Regions from separate parts of the Rattus norvegicus genome. Here region 2 is linked to region 1. The links are chromatin contacts, called in public Hi-C maps. All regions are on one chromosome and are shown on one strand. Each heading gives the region's core, a stretch centred on a gene start, on an enhancer-like site or on the middle of the called end of the contact. The rest is flanking DNA. Distances are from core to core; before and after follow the strand shown.

What was found. Hi-C and Micro-C count contacts between places; a contact is called where the count stands out from the background.
Region 2: a contact with region 1 is called in a Hi-C map of frontal cortex, with 2.1 times the contacts expected there. The contact joins two enhancer-like sites. A contact is called at or near these places in 2 of 12 Hi-C or Micro-C datasets (frontal cortex and prefrontal cortex).

The regions. Positions count from the first base shown.
Region 1 is chr2:167,586,604-167,591,093 of GRCr8, forward strand. No RefSeq gene overlaps it. Among named protein-coding and RNA genes, the nearest start is that of Gask1b, 240 kb to the left of the region's middle. Within about 2 kb of position 3,113, at least 12 of the 93 cell types and tissues checked have an H3K27ac peak or open chromatin away from gene starts, as enhancers often do.
Region 2 is chr2:168,152,982-168,157,194 of GRCr8, forward strand. No RefSeq gene overlaps it. Among named protein-coding and RNA genes, the nearest start is that of Mir2985, 100 kb to the right of the region's middle. Within about 2 kb of position 2,175, at least 19 of the 93 cell types and tissues checked have an H3K27ac peak or open chromatin away from gene starts, as enhancers often do.

The sequences.
Region 1 (4,490 bases), core at 1,863-4,362:
GACACATACTCAATATCAGAGTGCTTGCCATTCTTCCCATTCATTTATTTATTGGATTTATGAAGAATTTTCTCCTGTACTGACTCAATTTGATTTTTATTCAGCTTTATGTATGTCATAGTTCATATTTGTCTTCTGAAGATATCAATCATGGATAGATTTGATTCGGTAAGAACATACTCCTCTATTGTCCATCCTCATACATATATTGTATGTGGATGGCAGGGGGAGTTAATGCATTACCACAAGATTCTGAACTCATATTTGAAGGCCTTTGCTGTTTAGTGTGTTAATTGTGTCAAATAACAATACTGCAAAGTAGATAAACTTACAGTGTTTGGGATTCTTTTTTTTTTTTTTTTCCGGAGCTGGGGACCGAACCCAGGGCCTTGCGCTTCCTAGGCAAGCGCTCTACTGCTGAGCTAAATCCCCAACCCCGTGTTTGGGATTCTTATTTTTCTTCTTTTCCATAGACTTCAAATATTGTTGCTCCATATGCAGATTAGCAAAAATATGTAAGTGAAAGAGATTTGTATCTTTTCTTCTCTATCAGTTGGAGCTGGTGTGTGTGTGTGTGTGTGTGTGTGTGTGTGTGTGTGTGTGTGTTGTTGGTTTGTTTTGTTTTGTGATATGGTGTTACAAAGTAGATCTGGATAGTCTGGAACTTTTCATGTAAACCAGGTTGTCCTCAAACTCATAAAGATCTGCCTGTCTCTGTCTCCTGAGTGCTGGGAATGAAGGTGTTTACTACCACACTCAGCATACATACTTTATATTTAACTTGCCTCACTGAACAGATGAACTTGAGGCAGCCTATTTTTCTTTAGGGCTTAAGTGAACAGTGCTGGAATTCTAGATGTTTCCACTCACCAGTGGGAGGATGGGAAACACAATAGCCAGTGAAAAGACAGAGGCCTGATGAGGTGCGTTGACACTAATGTGTGAGAGCTTTATAAAACAAAGCAGAAGAGTGGAACATAGACTTTCATTGGTCATGCCTTAAGTGATAAAAGAACCAGAATCCTTTGAAGTCACAAGCTGGGCTCAGTTGCTCATGTCACTGTGTAACAGGGGTTAGTGATGATAGCTGTGGCTTCTGGTTCTGAAAGATGGCTTTCCATAAAGCGTTTTGTAGTTGATAATGTACAGCATCATCTCATGGATAAAGAGGTCATGATGTTGGTGTCGATGAGGATTCTGAACAGGAATGCGTTCTAAGGGTGTGGTGGTTTGCATGGGAATGGCTCCCATAGGCTCAGTTCATATGTTTGGATACTTCACCCTCAAATGATGGGACTGTTTGGAAAGGATTAGGAGGTGCAGCCTTGTTAGAGGAGGTGTGTATCTGAGGGTGAGCTTTGCATTTCAAAATCTCATGCCATTCCCACTTGGCCGTCTTTGGGCTAACTCCAGTCATGCCTGCAGTGCCGTAATGATCACCCTCTGAAACTGTAACTCCCTAATAAAGTTGTTGATAAGATGTCTTGGCCATGGTGTCTCTTCACATCAATAGAAAAGTAATGAACAGGCAATATTTTAGATTCTATTTTCCTTTTATATATTTTCATTAATTGTTGGTATTGTTTTTAGTTTTTGAGATAGGCTTTCTCTAAATTACTCAGGCTGGTCTTCAAATGACTGTGCAGGAAACAGGTCTCCAAGTTGTGACCTGCCTGTGTCTGCCTCCTGAGTAGCTGGGATCTCAGCTCTGTGCTATTCCTCCTGTCTATCTTCTATGTTTCAAGAACTTTTCTGAAATGCTCACATATTTGGGGGACCCAGTTTCTGAGAGTAGGTGCCCTAAGTCTGACTGGGAAATGGTCCTTGTTCTCCTTTTAATCTTAAGTCCACTGAGTTTAGATCAGAGCAACCATGAAATGAAGGTAACCTTTACAACTTCTTATAGCTTATGGCTGACCCCCCATCTCCTCCAGCATCTGGTATAAAAGCCTGAAGATGGAGATCTACATTGCTTTTAAGAGCATATTGCTGCGCTGAGCTGGAAATGGCAGTGCTTTTAATAAGGCACGAATGACACACATGCTGTCAAAATGTTAATTTTGTGGTCCTTCACTTAGAGCAGTGGGGTGTTTTGGTAAATAATATTTAAATACAGAGCAGTAATTAAGTTAAATGGACACGCCTGGTGACAGTCTGTTAATGTACCTTTCTCTTCATCGTGGAATTTGGCCTTCAGTGTCCAAGCGGGAAAGAGGAGTCGCTATCACGTGTGCTAACAAGGGATGTAGTGGAGCCTTGGCAGCTGCTAATCAGCTGGACATGCCTTTTGGGTGTTGCTGGAAATCACATCGAGACTGTTTTATTCCATTATTAGTACTGGGGTGAAAGGGAATACTAGGCATGCACTCTTCCTGAGAGTCCCAGGTCTAGCCCTCCCCCCTCCCTCCTACTCCCCCACTCTGTCTCACTGCAAGACACAGTTGTATTTGAACTTTTGACCCTCTTTTCTCAGCTTCCTGAATAGGTAAGATTCCCTCACCTCCAATTTTATGGAAATAAATCAATTTGCATATGAGTTTCTTAGAGAGACGCTAATATTCTCTAAGATTTACCAAGAACATCAGTCTCAGACTTGGTTCAATTTAGTTTGTGGATTTAACATGCCGATTTGCCGATTAAATACGAGGGAGGAGAGAATTTAATTACCAAGTTTTCCTTTATGTAAACCGTTTTGTATTTTAAGTATACGCATTCTGCAAGTTCTCTTTTTACAGACAGTTTTAGGTTGGCTGCTGAAGGAGGGAGAGGATAAAAGAAAGGAGAGAAGGTTAGAGGGATGTGTAGGGAATGGAAGGCTGAAAGGCTGAAAGGCAGAGTTTAGTAAGAGGGGTGGGGGAAAGAAGTGTACGGAGTTCTGGATCCTGGCCACTAGAGGGCAGGGCAGCACTGGGTAGAAACGCCATCTTTAGCGAGTTACAGTCTCCCATTCTACCCCTCTGAAAAGAAATCTAGGGCTGAAAAAAGAGAAAGGGAAGAGGGAAGGCATGGAGGAAAATAGGAATGAAGGGAGTGCAGTCGAATGCAAGACAAGTTTCTTTTCAGATTCAAGCAAAAGGAAGAGAGGAAGGATCATTTTCATGTACCTTGACAGACTTATAGCAAATGTCACCCATGCGCCCTGTGGATGGCAGGGACTGAACGAATACTATTTGTTGCTGGTTTAAAAATTTCCCCCTCTTCTTCCCAGAAATGCTCAACCTTAACAATAGATTTTTCCGAGAATTGTATGGGAAGTATAAATAGCTGGCTGCGACTACAGTTTGAGATTTTGATGCTGCTGTCTGTTGAACTGTTTCTTCGGCTTTTGGGTTTTACGGAGAATTTTTTCCCCTAAGTCTCCGACTCAGACAACTGAAATGTTCTTTTTTCCCCTTTTTATTTTTTCCCCAGACAAATAATTCAAAGACCTGGTATTTTTCTTTACATAGAGCACATCGACAATAGCAACTAATGGTTTTAAGTGATTCCATTAAAATCCACACTACAGCAAGATGCAGTACGTCACAATGACCCCTCCTTTTTAAAAAGGTTATCCCCTGTTTTAATGACTGCTTTGATCTACATGGCATGGCATCTTAAAATTCAGAAACGGACGTCTCCGAGTTTAGGTTTAGAAACAAGACACGCGGCTTTTAGTACAACATATTTGAGAGAATCGTAAAGATGGCATCCTGTTAGGGCTTAGTAAGAGATGTGCTGAAAAGGCTCCCGCTGTTCAGCGAAAATAGCTGCTCCCATCTTCAGTATCTAAAAACTGCGTGCGTGTTCTAGTCAATCATTACTTAAAAATTAAGACACTGCTGGGGACCCAGAGATAAAATGTGTAGGGAATGTTTTTGGTGAATGTTTTAAGATTGAGAGAAAATCTTTTCAGAAAGGAATTTGACTGTAGGTGTTTCTTGCTTTAAGTAATAGCTGTACCCTCCGAAACATATCTGTCAATCGATTTGTTTCTAAATGGAATTACGTTTTTTTTTTTTATTGACTCATGAAAATTTCAGAAGTGCTTTATCTTTATTATTTTCCAGTGATGTCTACATTTAGCTTTGAGGTTTTTTCTTCCTTCCAAGTAAACAACAGGAAAACACCCCAGAAGCCCAATGCTTGTAAAATGCAGGCCTCGGTTTCGGTAGTCTGCGAACAGGTTCTCTGCCTTCCTCAGCAGGGACTGAGTTTTTGGGCAAAGCTAAGTCCGTGCCCTGTGTAAGCAGAGGTCTTGGTTATAGTAGCATGCAGACTGCTCTCTGGCCGCATTTAAGACACCTAAGCCACCGTTTCTAGCCCTCCCTTCCAGTCTTTAGTGCTATGCAACAGCTGTCTGTTCTTTAGTAGGGAAAATGTCTAAGAGAAAAACAGCTTGTCCTGTCTGTGACAGACAGTCTTCTGCCATCTTTCCCTCATTAGCAGAGGATCATGTCATCGTGACTTTGCCAGGAAAGAGCAAGAATGCTTTTTTCCTGGGATCAGGG
Region 2 (4,213 bases), core at 925-3,424, 570 kb after region 1:
ACATATGTAGCAGAGGATGGCATTGTCTGGCATCAATAGGAGGAGAAGCCCTTGGTCCTGTGAAGGCTCATTTCCCCAGGGTAGGGGAATCCCAGGGTGTTGAGGTGGGAGCAGCAAACTGACTGGATATAATATTAACTTAAACAAATCAGTAGCTTTCCTCTACTCAAAGGATTAACAGTCTGACAAAGAAATTAGAGAAATGACACCCTTCACAATAGTCACAAATAACATAAAATACCTTGTTGTAACTCTAACCAAGAAAGTGAAAAGTCTGTATGACAAGAATTCAAGTCTCTGAAGAAAGAAAATGAAGAAGATCTCAGAAGATGGAAAGATCTCTCATGCTCATGGATTGACAGGATTAATATAGTAAAAAAAATGGCCATCTTGCCCAAAGCAATCTACAGATTTAATGCTATATCCATCAAAATTCCAACTCAATTCTTCATTGAGTTAGAAACACAATCCGCAAATTTATTTGGAATAACAGAAATCAAGGATAGCAAAAAGTATTCTCAACAATAAAAGAAGTTCTGGGGGAATCATCATCTCTGACCTCAAGTTGTATTACAGAGTTATTGTGATTAAAAACTCCATGGTATTGGTATAGAAACAAGCAGGTAGATCAATGAAATAGAATTGAAGACCCATAAATGAACCTATACAACTATGGTCTCTTGATCTTTGACAAAGGAGCTAAAACCACTCAATGGAAAGAAGACAGCATTTTCAACAAATGGTGCTTGTTAAACTGGAGGTCAGCTGTAGAAGAATGAAAATCGACCTGTTCCTATCTCCTTGTACTAAGTTCAAGTTCAAGTGAATCAAAGACCTCCACATAAAACCAGATACATTGAAACTAATAGAAGAGTAAGTAGGGAACATCCTTGAACACATAGGCACAGGGGAAAATGATCTGAACAGAATACCAATGGTTTATGCTCTAAGATCAAGAATCGACAAATGAGACCTCATAAAATCAGTGTCTGTGACTTTATAAGAGAATGAGACACCCCATCCTTGTTCACTCCTTCCCTGCCCCTTGCATCCACCTCCCCACAACACATACACATTTTCCTTACCATCTTGTGAGGAAGCAATGAGTGCTCAGGCTATCAGCAAATCAGGAAATGCAACTCATGATGTGGGCCAGATCTGCCAGCATATACTTGATTTCACTATATGTGACAGGGTCTCCATATATAGTTTTGGCTGTCCCCAAACTTGACATCCTTCTGCTGCAGCCTCTTGAATGCTGCAATTATAGGCATGCATTCAGCATCTACAAGTATTTGGTGCTGGCCTAGATGATACCAGGCTGCAGAGTAAAATGGAGTAAAATGGTATAATTTAACCCATCTATAATATTTGTTTTTGTTGTAACTCTTCAAACTGATTAGGATACACACACACACACACACACACACACACACACACACACACACACACACTTCTTTTTCTTGTCTTATGCAGTTTTCTTCAATTGTGGTAGCTTCTTCTATGGGAGAGAAAGTCAGTTTTCTTGAAGGGTGTGGCTTATCACACATTTACCTCACTCTAGTACATAGCACCCAGAAATAAGTAGATAACACTGATTGATATCAAAGGGTTACTAAATATAAACAAACAAATATATAAATAAATTTTTTGGAAAAAAAGAGCGTGAAATTGGGGGGATATAAAAGTAGATGTAGATAGTAGCGTGTGGGACTATGAAAGGCATCTTAGTTCCTGGTTGAGTCTTAAAATCTCAGTGTTCCTCAAGGGATGGTAGGATTTTCACTTGACTCCTAGGAAACTCACTAGCCACAGTCCTCCATAGATTTGTGGTGATCAGTCATGTAAAGGCAAAGCCCCAAGTCCTTCCACAGGTAGAGGACGTGACCACAGGTCTCATAAGCTCAAGATAGACAGACCTCCTTTATAGTGAGGTACCTAAAGGTCTAGAGGCTTAGCCAATAAACTTTCCTTCCCTGAGACTCACCCTGCAAAACGTATATAAACTCAAGCCCACCCTGAGAAGTGAAGTATAGTTTTATTCATCCACTTTCTGCTATGACAATAAATTTTATAAAACCACAAACTGTCTCTTTTCATCCGGATCTGCAGTGGGGAGCCTCACAGAAGGCCTTCGCCTACAGAGCAGCTGTCTAATCTCCCATATAAGGCCTCCTTTTTCTCCCAGACAAGGCTGCCACCAAAACCAAGCCACCACCAAGCCTGCACCTGCCACAGTCAAACCAAGGATTCCCTATCACCACCACCACACACACAGGACCAATCAGAGTCCCCTCCTTTTCCCCCTTGGCCCCAGCTAGATCCAGCTTTGTAGACCCCACGTCATTCTCAGCTCTTCAGCAGCTTCTAGCAGAGCCTGGATGCCCAAGAACCTGAGAACCTGAAGGCCCCGGCCTCATCACATGCCCAGGGACCCCCAAGCCAGCTTCTGCCTAGTCCCGCACCTCAGACTGTGCTTCCCCTCCCTCGGAGTGATATCGAGGCTGCCCTACAGCCTTACAGCTGCCCAACCATGGCTGGGGTATGCGCAGTCAAACTTCCAGTGTCCAGCCTCCCTGAGTGGGCTCAGGACTCACAACCCTACAGGTGAGGAGGTACGAGTAGGAGTTGAGGAGCAAATATAATCAAATAGAGTATATAAAATTTTCACCGACAGTAAAAATATTAATTTACAATTTGTGATCAGAGGATGCTGGGTGAATTTTTTTCCATTTTTATTAAACTGGATATTTCTTATTTACATTTCAAATGTTATTCCCTTTCCCGGTTTCCTGTCCATCAAACCCTTAACCCTTCCCACTCCCCTTTATAAAGTATATCAACATAGTCATAGTTTATCTTACGGACTTTGCAAAAGAACTATTTTTTCAATCTCCCCAACCTTTGAATCATAATTTTAGAAGCATATAATGTGTTTTTCACTTTATCAGGCTGATGCCTTCTAGAATGGAAGGAGCATAAAGCTTTATGAGGATGAGAAAGCCACTCACTATTATCAGAAATCTCCATAACGACCTTGCACAGCTATAACGACCTTGCACAGCTCCGTATCAACAAGGGATACTTGCTCTCTCCCAGACTTAAATCTTACATCTTAATGCATGATATACGTGTTCTAAAAGATAATTTCTTGGGTTGGGGATTTAGCTCAGTGGTAGAGCACTTGCCTAGCAAGCACAAGGCCCTGGGTTCAGTCCCCAGCTCCAAAAAAAAAAAAAAAAAAAAAAAAGATAATTTCTTATTTGCTAGATCAAAAATAAGAATTTTTCTACCAATATGAAAAAACACAGTTGCAGACAACATGATGCAATGTTGTGAGAACAGGAAAGAAGAAATGTGTAACGAATGTCCTGTCCCGGCCCGCGGGAATGTCAGCAGAAACCCTGGAGAGGGGGAGTAGGAATGGATGGGACAAGAGGCGCAAGAAATGGAGACAAGACAGTATTCTGATCAAGTCTCATTTAATAAGGCAAAAAGCCTTTGCTTATAAGCAGAAAAATCACATAATACAAACTAGTTGTCAGGGTAACGATAAACATACGTCACATCAGAAACCAATGGCATAAGTTTTGATTTCTCCAAACTTCCAACCTACAATAAGTTTCAATTTCCTGAAGCTTCTAACTAACAATAGAGTGTAACTCATTCTTATGCAGAAGCAAGCTATCATGATGTCTCCAGTATTCCACCACATACGTTACCTGGAAACAAGGGCCCATGAAGTAGAAAACACCTAGCTCAGGCAAAGAAAGGCATAAGCAGACCGGGTGGGCCCGGACAATGTCCCAGTGTTGTTCCTATTACACTGACGAGATACTGAAGCCAAATGTCGTCCTTGTTCTGATCAAGCAATAATAATAAATATCACCTATAATCATGTAACAGGAATCTGAGCAACTAGACCGCTGGTCATTTATTTTCACATAAAGAACTGAAGCTTTCTTATACCAATTCAATTTCAATCCAGTAGATGTTACATTTCTGAGTGTCCCACAACTTAGTTATTTGGTTTTTTTATCTTTAATTTGAATTTCTATTTTTATAATTTTACTTGAGTACCTTGACAAGTTAGATTTGAAAGATATATTTTCTACTTTTAGTTAGAATTTTAATCAGGCCTGTGTGTGTATGTGCGTGTGTGTATGTCTCTCTGTGTTTGTGTGTGTGTGTGTGTGTGTGTGTGTGTGTGTGT